Linked DNA regions of Mus musculus: region 2 is linked to region 1. A link is a contact called in public HiChIP or PLAC-seq data. All regions are on one chromosome and are shown on one strand. The core of a region is the stretch at or near the end of the contact, and the rest is flanking DNA. Distances in the headings are between cores, read along the strand shown.

Evidence for each region. HiChIP or PLAC-seq counts read pairs in DNA pulled down with a chosen protein or histone mark.
Region 2: an H3K27ac HiChIP or PLAC-seq map of double positive thymocytes shows a contact between it and region 1, with 2.5 times the contacts expected there. The contact joins two enhancer-like sites. A contact is called at or near these places in 1 of 15 datasets of contacts at CTCF or cohesin (thymocytes), 3 of 484 Hi-C or Micro-C datasets (cortical neurons and double positive thymocytes) and 2 of 115 datasets of contacts at active chromatin or transcription factors (double positive thymocytes and thymocytes).

Annotation. Positions count from the first base shown.
Region 1 is chr17:52,314,587-52,320,662 of GRCm38.p6, reverse strand. The region is part of intron 2 of Gm41600 (predicted gene, 41600); the gene reads right to left. Among named protein-coding and RNA genes, the nearest start is that of Gm41600, 13 kb to the right of the region's middle. Within about 2 kb of position 3,257, at least 8 of the 459 cell types and tissues checked have an H3K27ac peak or open chromatin away from gene starts, as enhancers often do. A contact at or near this core is called in double positive thymocytes, where this site is marked.
Region 2 is chr17:52,446,473-52,452,548 of GRCm38.p6, reverse strand. No RefSeq gene overlaps it. Among named protein-coding and RNA genes, the nearest start is that of Gm41600, 150 kb to the right of the region's middle. Within about 2 kb of position 3,653, at least 26 of the 459 cell types and tissues checked have an H3K27ac peak or open chromatin away from gene starts, as enhancers often do. A contact at or near this core is called in double positive thymocytes, where this site is marked.

The sequences.
Region 1 (6,076 bases), core at 2,008-4,507:
CTGCTCCTTTCCTTTACCTCCAGGGAAGAGCACCCTGATCCATTGCCTAGTGTGACATTCCTTGTCTCAGAATCCACTCCTAGGGAACTGAACCGAGAGGGCCTATATCATGATGGCTTCACCAAAACCAAGAAGTACTGTGTACTCTTCATAAATTTCTCTGTTCCCAAAGGAAAATAGGGAAGACAGAAAGAAGAGAGAGCAGATCAGTGGGTGGGGAACTAGTAATGGAGGAAGGCAGCAAGCAGGAGGTAGACAAAGAGGAACATATGGAAATGGCAGGAAACAGCCTAGTGTCCTGTGTAATGTGTATTTCTTGAGTTATCTGTTGTTTGGGGAAGAATAATTTGCTCATGCTCAGCAAAAGGAATTAAGGATTTCTTTATTTGTTTGTTGGTAGGTTGATTGATGATTTATTGGTTAGTTGATTTGTTTAAGTAAATAAGCCAGATTGCTCCTGCTAGGAAGAGAAAACTACTGTCTTCCATCTTCACACCCAGCCACACCCACACATACTTAACTGAAATCTGAGAAAGTTCAGGTCCAGACCACACTCTCAAGGATATCATGTATTACAGTTTCTCAGGCTCAAATTACCAGCATATGCTCAGACTACAAAAGTTAGGCAATCATGTGAGGATGACATATCTTTATCCTATGTTTGAATGAGTTGAAGAGTTATAAGTAAATATATATATATATGTATATATATATATATTTATGCCATATATATATATATATATATATATATATATATGGCATAATTAGGTGCCCATTGCTGTGCAGATATATTAAAGTAATTGTCAAGGCTGTATTGAAAATAATTGTGTACCAGTATTTCTTCTGCTAGGGATGATAGTACCATATTTAGGATAGTCGGTTCTAAGTGGTTGTTTAGAAAATAAACTAAACTCTGGTTGTAGAATCATATAATTTGCTTAAATTTAACTTTTTAAAATGTAATTTTCAGAAGTAAAGCAAGAGATGACAAACAGGTTGTCAATAAACTTTTACTAATCCATGTAATGTCAAAAAATAAAGTATATACAAAAACAAGCACGTGTGCACACATATTCATGTATAAGAATTTATATGTAGATACACATACTTAGACAAGCTCTGCTTTATTCTTCAGCTTTTAAAACATAGTTTTATAAATATTAAATTAGCTTCCTCCTTGTTTTATTCCTCCTCTTATTCCTCCTCCTCCTTACCCTTCTCTTTATCTTCCTTCTACATAATATTCTTATTCAGAAAGAGTCTTTCTTTCTTTCTTTCTTTTTTTTGAGGATTTGATTCTTGTGGCTTTATTTTTTTTAAATTAGGTATTTTCCTCATTTACATTTCCAATGCTATCCCAAAAGTCCCCCATACCCTCCCTCCCACTCCCCTACCCACCCACTCCCACTTTTTGGCCCTGGAGTTCCCCTGTACTGGGGCATATAAAGTTTACAAGTCCAATGGGCCTCTCTTTCCAGTGATGGCCAACTAGGCCATCTTTTGATACATATGCAGCTAGAGTCCAGAGTTCCGGGGTACTGGTTAGTTCATTATGTTGTTGCACCTATAGGGTTGCAGATCCCAGAAAGAGTCTTTCTCTGTAGCTCTGAATATCCTGAGATTCACAATGTAGTACAAAGTGCCCTTGAACTCATGGGAATATGCCTACCTCTACCTCCCAAGTCCTGAGACATGCCTAAATTGAATTTCTTATTAAGGAAAGCAAATCAGAATGTAGCACTTGCTAAGAAATTGATTTGATTTGATATTGAAAAGACTATAGGGAAGGATATACCTGTAGCAGTTAGATTTCTAAGTTAAATGTCCTATCTTAGGAACTGGATATTCTAGATATGTTTCTGAAGATGTCCTTCATACTCTTAAATCCTTGCCTTCCCTGGATGTCCTCCTGAAGATGTGCCTTAGATCCACAGGTTCTTGCTTGCTCAGATGTCACTTTCTCAGAAGGTTCAATACTGAATTTCCTTTTAAAGTTGTGTTCCCAGTCACTCAGATTTATATTCCATGCTAACTTTTTCCTATAGCATCTATATTCTACAAAATTTTAATTAAAGCATTTAATTGTATGTAAAAAGTTACCCAGGCCTAGCGATATGGCTCAGTGGTTAAAACCATGGGCTGCTCTTCCAGGGGTCCCATGTTCAATTTTCAGCATCCAAGTTTGATTCTCAGCACCCAATTCGAGAGTTACAGCCATCTGTAACTATAGTTCTAAAGGATCCAACACCTTTTCCTGACCCTCTTGCACATCATGCATGCACATGGTGTACAGACATACATGCAAGTAAAACACTCACATAAAATAATTACATCTAACAATTTTAAAAAGAAAATTTTTAAAAAAGCCACTCTTGAAAGTAAGGATGGTTGATGGGGCATAAAGTTGGTTGGTTCAAACAAAGTAATAAACAACAACAAAGATACCTAATATAAAAAAAAGAATAGAAAGATGGAATTTATTAGAGTTGTTGTCAAGTGTCAAGTTCTGTGGTAGATTGCTTACTTAATATACAAGTAACCCTGCATTAAAGTACCAGCAACATCGGAGCGCAAAGAAGGTCTTTATTGGTTCGTATAAAGTCAGGAATAGTCATTTATTGAGATGGTGCACCCATGGTCTCACACATGTCAAAGAATATTCTGTTTCTTTCTTTTCTTCTGTTTGATTTCCTATTTATCCCTAGAAAATATTTTGTATGCAACATGAAGGATATGTGAATCTCTTGACGTACATTTGCTTCTGAATCAAAACATGTTATTAGAGTAAGCAGAAAATCGCACGATCACTTACAACCAGAGAGACATCTTACCACCTATAATCTAAGCACAAGATCTGTTAAAAAGGGATTTCCAGCCATTGCTAAGGACCTGCTCTCCATTCGATAACTGTAAGCCCTAGACTCCAATGACAGACAACTGCATTCTTTGAATGGTTGTTTTTAAAAATTGTTCTTAATATTAAGTAAAGTGGGCTCAGCTCTTTTCTCTGAACTGTCCTTTTCTACTGTGGCTAATGTACATTCCCGCCTGGAACATCATTTGAACCTCTGGTAGATAGCTATGTCTCCCCTCTGTCTCCTTTGACTTGAATGGATATCTCCAGGTTGTATGCCTTTCCTCACAGGCATTCCTTTCTAAACCTCTTATTTTTTGTTAGCCTCGACTGAACTACCTACAGCCTACCTTCTTAAAGGAAACATAGGCTCTGATAGCCTCATCTGAAACAGAGCCATTTCTTCAGAGAACAGGATCAGTTCTTTTGTTGAATTTCTCTTTTACACTGAGAAAGCCTCTTCAAAACTGACAGGTGGCTTTTGCGATTGCTTAACTGGTATTCCCCAGTTTTCCAGCTATTTGGAAATTTACCAAATGTCATCATCAGACCCCTGCACAGATGTACCAAATATAATGAAGCAATTATTTAAAAGAACATAAAACTAATTGTTTAAAAAAAATTTTAAACCTCTCCAAGTCGCTCCAGCTGTTAACTGTGACCTGTTTTCGGCAGGAAGTTTACCAGGGAGGAAGAATGCACTGTCTGCAGGTGTGAGTGCCCCTTGACATGGGTAACTCCAATTTTCTTTTTTTTTTTTGTTTGGCTGTTCATATTTCATTTTTTTATTTTTTTAATTCTTTCATTATGCATACAAGGACTTTATTAGGATGGGAAAGCAACTACTTTTCAAAGTTACAATAGATACTAAAGTGTTATAAAATTATAAAATTGGAAAAGGAGATCCCAATGGACATACATCCACCTGTCATTATATAATAAATGTGCTGATGATATTTTTATTGTTACAGGCTTAACACAATGTCAAACTGCTTCTTTGTGTAAAGGTGCTGTTCAAGGGAGAGCATGATGCAGGCGGCATTAGTACCATTGCATTTCCTGATAGTGCGATACAATGCATTGTCTGATTATCCACACAGGTTCTGTAACACACCACATCGCCATCCAGCCATACGTCTTTAATGAAACTTCAAACCTTTGTGCAATATCAATCTGCCAAAGAAAAGTAGTCCCTTTGCAGGTGATATAAGCAAACTCAGCTGCTTCCCTTTTAAACTTACAGTTTCATCTTCCACAATCAATCTAGTTGCTACGATTATCTCTGTGACAGCTGTTAAGTGGAGAGATGTTTAATTCTCCCTAGGTGTTATTATATACTTATTTTATGTTCATTTGTTTTCACTCATCTAACTGCTTCATTGGAATGAAATCTCCCCAATGGCTGCCTTGGGTTATGAGAACTCCACATCTCATCCCTGAATAAGTCTTCCCTGACCTGAAAAAAAAGGATTTTACTGCCCTATAAAAATAAATCTTTTCCTAGGTCTGTTCTACTACTTATGATTAGGTCCATATTTCCCAAGAAGGTATTCTAGTATGATGTAACAGTCTATGACAAAAGGGTCCTCGGATCACATAGGCCTGAGCCATGTATCTTAGTCTCTTTCTAGAAGATCACAATTCCCCAGTGAATAATGAAGACTTTTGAAAGCCTGCGGATGAAGAAAATCTACCCAAGGCAGTGTGCCTCACCCTCTGTGACTTGTGTATATCACCCACACCCACCTCTATTTCCCACAGGTGGCTCCCATTGACAGCATTTGACAATCAGTTGAAATGCTGCAACTCATAGATTTTTAACAATATTTCATATAAGGATGGCTTCTATGTGGAGCAGAGCTTTCTTTCTTTTTTATTAGGTATTTATTTCATTTACATTTCCAATGTTATCCCAAAAGTCCCCCACATGCTCCCCCATCCACCCACTGCCACTTCTTGGCTCTGGCATTCCCCTGTACTGAGGCAGATAAAGATTGCACGACCAATGGGCCTCTCTTTCCACTGATGGCCAACTAGGCCATCTTCTGATACATATGCAGCTAGAGACATGAGCTCTGGGGGGGTACTGGTTAGTTCATATTGTTGTTCCACCTATAGGGTTGCAGATCCCCCCAGCTCCTTGGGTGCTTTCTCTAGCTTCTCCACTGGGGGCCCTGTGATCCATCCAATAGCTGACTGTGAGCATCCAATTATGTGTTTGCTAGGCCCTGGCATAGCCTCACAAGAGACAGCTATATCTGGGTCCTTTCAGCAAAATCTTGCTAGTGTATGCAATGGTGTCAGCGTTTGGAAGCTGATTATGGGATGGATCCCTGGATATGGCAGTTTCTAGATGGTCCATCCTTTCATCTCAGCTCCAAACTTTGTCTCTGTAACTCCTTCCATGGGTGTTTTTTCCCCAATTCTAAGAAGGAGCAAAGTGTCCACACTTTTGTCTTCCTTCTTCTTGAGTTTCTTGTGTTTTGCAAATTGTATCTTATATCTTGGGTATTCTAAGTTTCTGGACTAATATCCACTTATCGGTGAGTATATATTATGTGAGCAGAGCTTTCTAAGTGCAAAAAAGTATATCAGTGGTGTTTCTTTACTGTTTAGGTTCTTTATGGAACATCTCTTCATTCAATAAATTTTTACATAGTGTTTGTTATTCTAGGGTGTAGGTATCAATCCAGAAAACGCAAATTTTCCATCTTGGTGATATTAGGCATGTTGCATTGGGAGTAGGTACACATTAATCTCTCTACAGATGAAGAAAATGATGCTTGGTGGTCTTACTGAAAGTTCCCCTAACATCACAGAGACATTACTCATCGTAGACAGATATCTGAAAACATATGTAGACCTCCTTATGAGGCTCCAGACTCCCAGGTGCTGACCATTGCTGCAGCAGTTACAGCTGAAACACATAGTAGATGACATCAGGGGAGTCAAACCCCAAACTCAGAGACAGCTCATCAACGCTATTGACCAGAAGATTCTTGATTACCTGTTAGAATGCCTTCAGAAATTACCTATAATAATAGGAAGAGTTGGAGCTAGAGGTAAATTCGTGCTAGTAAATTACACTCTTCTCTTTTGCAAGACAGTTTTGCATCAGCAATCTCATTCGAGGCTTTCATCCTTGGTGCCTAACCTAACTTTACTGAGAAACTTAATCTATATATTTACAAATCAGTGTCCTAAAACCCATCTTTAAGTTCC
Region 2 (6,076 bases), core at 2,404-4,903, 130 kb before region 1:
GTGGCTGGAAAGACTGCTCAGTGGTTAAGAGTATAGGCTGCTCTTTCAGAGGAAGAGTGACTCGTAGCATGCACATGACAACTCATATCTGTAAATACAGTTCCAGGGGATCTTACTCCCTCTTCTGGTCTCCATGGATACCAGGCACACGAGTGATGTGCAGATCTATGCGCATGCAAAACATTTACACACATTAAATTACAAAATATTAGCCAAAATTTGCCCTAAAGTGCTTCGAAGGGATAAGACTGAGGGACAGGCAGAGAGGAGAAAGTACTCATGGGTAAGCAGTCAAGCGGTCCACTCCACATCATTGCTGCTCATTCCAATAGACTTTCTGGAAGATCACATATTGTATTGCAGACCTACCTACATAAGTGATTGAAGAAGGGTCCACTAATTAAGTCCCACTGCTGGGCTATGTGTACTTGGGATCTGAGTGGGAAACTTGTGTGTAGGTGATTACTGCAGCAATGACTGGGGGATGGGGAGTGTGAAGTAAGGTATAGCAGCTTATCATGTGGGTCATGAAGGTCTGACACATCCCACCAACTGCAAACCTTAGCTGTGTTATCCACTAAGGCTTTGCATTAAGGCTGTGTCCACCGACTACTTGACCCTTAAAAGCAACAGCTGGCTTCCTGAAATTCAAGAACACACATTAAGTTATTTTTATTTATTTGTATGTGTCTGCTTGTATGAGTATATGCCAATTTTGTGCTGATCCCCTTGAAGAAGGCATTAGATCCTTTGTAGCTGGAATTATAGTCCATTGTGAACTACCGTATGTATGTGATGGTAGGAGTGCTGCTTTGGAAGGATGCTTAGCCTATAAGAGATCTTGCTAAACAAATAATAAATGCTCTTTGTTTAGCCATTGATATTTGATGATTGGATGCTGTAATAGTACAAGACCAAAACCCCTGCATGTCATATTAATAAAACGCCTGAAGGAATTGACTATATTTCAAAGTTATACATTATTTAGAGTATATTTAGAGTATGCCTTTTTCAGTTTTGGAGATAAACCCTAGGGTTCATGGATGCTGAGAAAGAATGGTTGAGCTATACCTCTACTGCTCTCCTGTGAGAATCTAATTGATGATTCAGAGAAAAATATTCCAAGACCTCAAGCCCATAGAGGACTCCATGGCATCTTCAGTCCATTTTAGGTTGAAATCTAAATCATGACACAGTATATCATCTCTTCAAGTCTTCACATACAAGGAATACCAAATCACCAATGATATGTGTCTCATATCAAAGGCGTGTGTTTCATTGGCTATTACAATGGCTTTTTTTTTTACTTAATCAAACAATGATGTATTTTCCCAAGGGCAGACTTTTGAATCACAAAGCCTGTCATAAACCCATCTGTGTGGGAATGCTACCATAATTCATAGGTATTTTACAGAATTATAGCTTATAAATAGTTGATGTTAAATTTAGTCAGAAGTAGCATGGATTGAAGAGACAGGTAACACAATCATCCTGCTGGTTTTACAGTCTATTAGGAGGCGGCTTATACTGTCCCCATTTTCAGTCAGTTGAAGAAATTAGAGTGCGAGAACTTGGTGTAGTGGCTACCCAACTCACAAATAGTAGTTAATGATAAAGTCCAATCATTTTAAAACTTTAAGCAGACCTCCTTTCTCCGACATCAGATACCACCTACAGCTGAAACTAACATATATTTAATGAAAGTAATTGGACTGAATCCAATCTGCAGGGTCATGAGGCTTGAGATTCTAGATAGCTCATGTTAATCATGATATAGCAGTATAGCCAACACAAATCACTATATACCTTTTTCCTAAGGGTGATTCCTTAAAATATTGAACTCTTAATATGCTTCTAATCTAATTTTATTAATAAAAGTTTTAGTTAATAAAAAAAGTTTTGAGTCACACTCTTGGGTAATTTTACATTGCTATAGTAACACCTATTGCTTACTGTAAGACGGGCTGCTTTGGCTCCAGCATGCAGGAGGTAGGCATGATTACCTTGGTTTCATAATGTATCTGGTCTAAGTCATTCTGTTCATATAATGTAAAGTTGTCCAGAATAATAACCACATCAGGAATGCTTGCTAGCATTTTAGTCAGAGGCTTTCTAAAGGCCCTTTTCTGTACCTAGTACTTTATGTCACTTCACAGTTGTGCCAACAGACTTGAAGAAAACAAAAACCTGACAATCACATCACTGTGTAATAATACTTACATACAGTGTTTGAAATAGGTCAAGTTCAAGTGATTGTTTTTTCAAAAGAAAGAGTGTTAGCATCCCAAGTTGATCTTTGAACTTATGTCAAGGATTATCAGCTCCATTGACTCTTCCACTAGGGCACTGAGACGTTGATAAGGGTCTAAGTAAGTTCTGTGATGTCATGAAATTTATTAGTGACCAAGTGGCAAGGAGGGGTTAGAAACGGGTTTATTAATTTTGTAGTTTTCATTTGGTTAACAAATACATATTGTGGGATGCCCAATAGATTCCCTAGTTAGATTCTGGGTTGGAGTAGCAAAAAGAGGGTGTGAAAATACAATAAATGCCAACTCCCCCTTAACTTTGCTATCTTCAACCAGCAATGAAAGCATCTGTTGTCCCAGGAAGCTAGGTAGTGGTTTCTAGCGGTGTCCAAGCAGGAGTGGTTCTGTGACTCATTGAAGAGAAACAGCCTCAAGTGATTCTCAAGGCAGTGGGATATATTTGATTAGAGTTTTATGTATTTGGATTTGTTTATTTGAATATGGCAATATGGGGACCGACCATAGAGTAGCAGTAACTATTTTAGACAGAGGCAGAAGGTAGAGGCATCAATCACGTGAACAATGATGATGTCTACTTGTCATTCATATTTGCTTATTTGTCTGAGGAAGGGTCTTCATATCTATCCCAGGTTGTAACTCAAGATTCTACTGGCCCAGCCTCTCCTCTCCAGTATTAGGATTATGGGCCTGTGCTATCAAACTGGTACTTTTTCATACTCTAGCATCCATAAAACTTGAGCTGTGTTAGAATCAATTGTAAAAGAAACTTACAGGAGCTGAAGAGGAGGCTTATTAGTCCCAAAAGTTTATTGCTCTTTCAGAGGGCCAGAGTTTTAGTCCCAACCCTCAAATCAAGTGGCTCACAACCACCTGTAATTTCAGCTCCAGAGGATCAGACACCCTCTTCTGGCCTCATAGGCACAATTCAAACACACACACAAACACACACACACACACACACACACACACACAAACACACACAAACACACACAAACACACACACACACACAAACACACACACACACACACACACACACACACACAAAGAAGGAAATTTACTAGCCTTGGGAGTTTAGAGTAAGACATAATAAATAAGTGATAGCATTTCAATTAGCTTCACAGTCGAAAATTTGATAACAGGTTCTGGTAAAATAAAAGAAGAAATTATGCATTCATTTATTTTGTGTGCTTGGAAAATTGTGAAAGGGTTCAAGCAGCATATTGAAGTTGCTGAGGGAGGCCCTATTGCATGGGCCAACAACAACCAGTGAACGTTTCAGGGGAGTTTGTTTTTATTCTTCTTTGTTTTGCAACAGAGTCTCCCGAGGTAACCCAGGCTGACCTTGAAACCACAGTCTTCCTGCTTCAGCTTCCCAAGTGGCTGGATTACATGTGTAAATCACCACAACCACAGGCCGACTCTTGAAAAAGGATCTGTAGTATAAGACGGTGGTGTTTAGGAAGTTAAATTGAAAACAATGTGTAGCTATGATGAGAGTGAAAAAGAAGGCCACTGGGGAGTAGCTCCTGTAGTGAAGGAGGGACACAGCTGCACCTGCAAATACACGCTCACTTCACAAACCATCCTAAAAGTCACCATTTGGTATTTATGCCTCAGTTCTATAATTGGTACCTTGGCCATTTGAACTAGTCTCACTGTTAATCTGCAGTCTGTTATTAGAACTACCTATGCCAGGTGGGCTTTGATGGGAATGGCATGTGCAACTTCTGTGCATTTGTCAGGGTGGTCTTGTAGCTCATCCTTTGGGTGGGGCTTCCTCATCACCTCTGCCAAACAGCTTTTGCAGAGTTGCAGTAGCTTCTTCTTTAGAAGTCTGATACAGAAAATGTGGTACATTTACACAATGGAGTACTACTCAGCTATTAAAACCAATAGATTTATGGAATTCTTGAACAAATGGATGGATCTGGAGGATATCATCCTTAGTGAGGTAACCCAGTCACAAAAGAAGTCATTAGATATGCACTCACTGATAAGTGGATATTAGCCCAAAAACATAGAACACCCAAGATACAGTTTGCAAAACAAGAAAATCAAGAAGAGGGAAGACCAATGGGTGGATACTTCATTCCTCCTTAGAATAGGAAACAAAATACCCATGAAAGGAGTTACAAAGACAAAGTTTGGTGGTAAGATGAAAGGATGGGCTATTCAGAGACTAACCCACCGGGGGATCCATCCCATAAACAGCCACCAAACCCAGACACTATTGCACAATGCCAGAAAGATTTTGCTGAAGGAACCCTGTTATATCTGTCTCATATGAGGCTATTCCAGTGCCTGGCAAATACAGAAGTGTATGCTCACAGTCATCTATAAGATGGAACACAGGGCCCCCAATGGAGAAGCTAGAGAAAGCACCCAAGGAGCTGAAGGGGTCTGAAACCCTATAGGTGGAACAACAATATGAACTAACCAGTACCCCCAGAGCTCATATCTCTAGCTGCATATGTAGCAGAAGATGGCCTAGTCGGCCATCAGGAAGAGAGGCCCTTGGTATTGCAAACTTTATATGCCCCAGTACAGGGGAATGCCAGGGCCAAGAAGCGGCAGTGGGTGGGTAGGGGAGCAGGGCGGGGGGAGGGTATAGGGAACTTTCGGGATAGCATTTGAAATGTATAGAAAGAAAATATCTAATATAAATAAATAAATGAATGAATGAATGAATGAATGAATGAATGAATGAATAAATAAAAGACTGATAGAAATCAGGAGTGGCAGGACTCTGGATTGCCCTTTGCTGGGTGAGTCTTGTTAAAGACTGGACCTTACGCCTTGTTGATCTCTTTAGGTTTTCTACATCCACCACTTAATTTTAGCATTTTTCTCCCATTTATTCTAAGTTTTTCCAATTAATTGACATGAACTTCAAAGTAGTCTCTAAGGATCTTTTTTATCTTTCTTGTTTCAATAATAAAGAATGTATGTGTGTATATCTGTGTGTATTGTCTCTCCATGTGTCTGTATGTGTATCTACGTGTACATAGATACATGTATGGAGGTCAGAGATGGACACTGGCTATCTTCTAGCATTCTCAACTTTGTTTTCTTATCTGTTTAATTTTGTTTATTTATTAATGAGGTAACTAATCTCACTAAATCTGAAAGATTGCTATTTTGGCTGGATTATCTGGCCAGCCAAGTACCTGTAGTATCTTATTGCCTCTGTATCACTCTAAGCCCCCATGTTGGGGATACAAAGTTTTACTGTAATCTGCTTTTTCATGGAGATTGGAGATCCAAAGTCAGGTTATCCTGAAATGTTTCTTTGTGTTGTGGGCATTCATTACTACTGTAAGTTTCTCTCTGAGAACGGCATTTGCTGTTTCCATGTATTTCAACGTATGGTGTTTCCATTTAAATTTACTTCAAGATTTTTTTTTGTTTCCATTTTCAGTGATGCATTATTGTTCTGTGGCATGTTGTTCAGTTTCTATGAATTTTTAGTTTCTGGAATATCTCTGCTTATTAATGTCTAGCTTGATTCTGTTATCAGAGAAGGTATATAACATGAATTCAATTATTTGCATGTGGAAAGAATAATTTTGTTCCCTAAAATAGAATCTATTTGAGTTCCAGGTACTGAAGGAAACAGTGTATGTTATATAATTGTTGGGTAAAGCTTTCTGTAAATGTCTGTCTCAATCTACAGCACAACTTCATTCTACTGCTTCTTTGTTAGGTTTCCGTTTTGGTATCCACTGATGAAAGTAAGGTGTTAGTCCCCTACTGTCCATCTTTGCCTTGGATCCTCTATCTCACTTAGATCTAATAATGTTCGTTT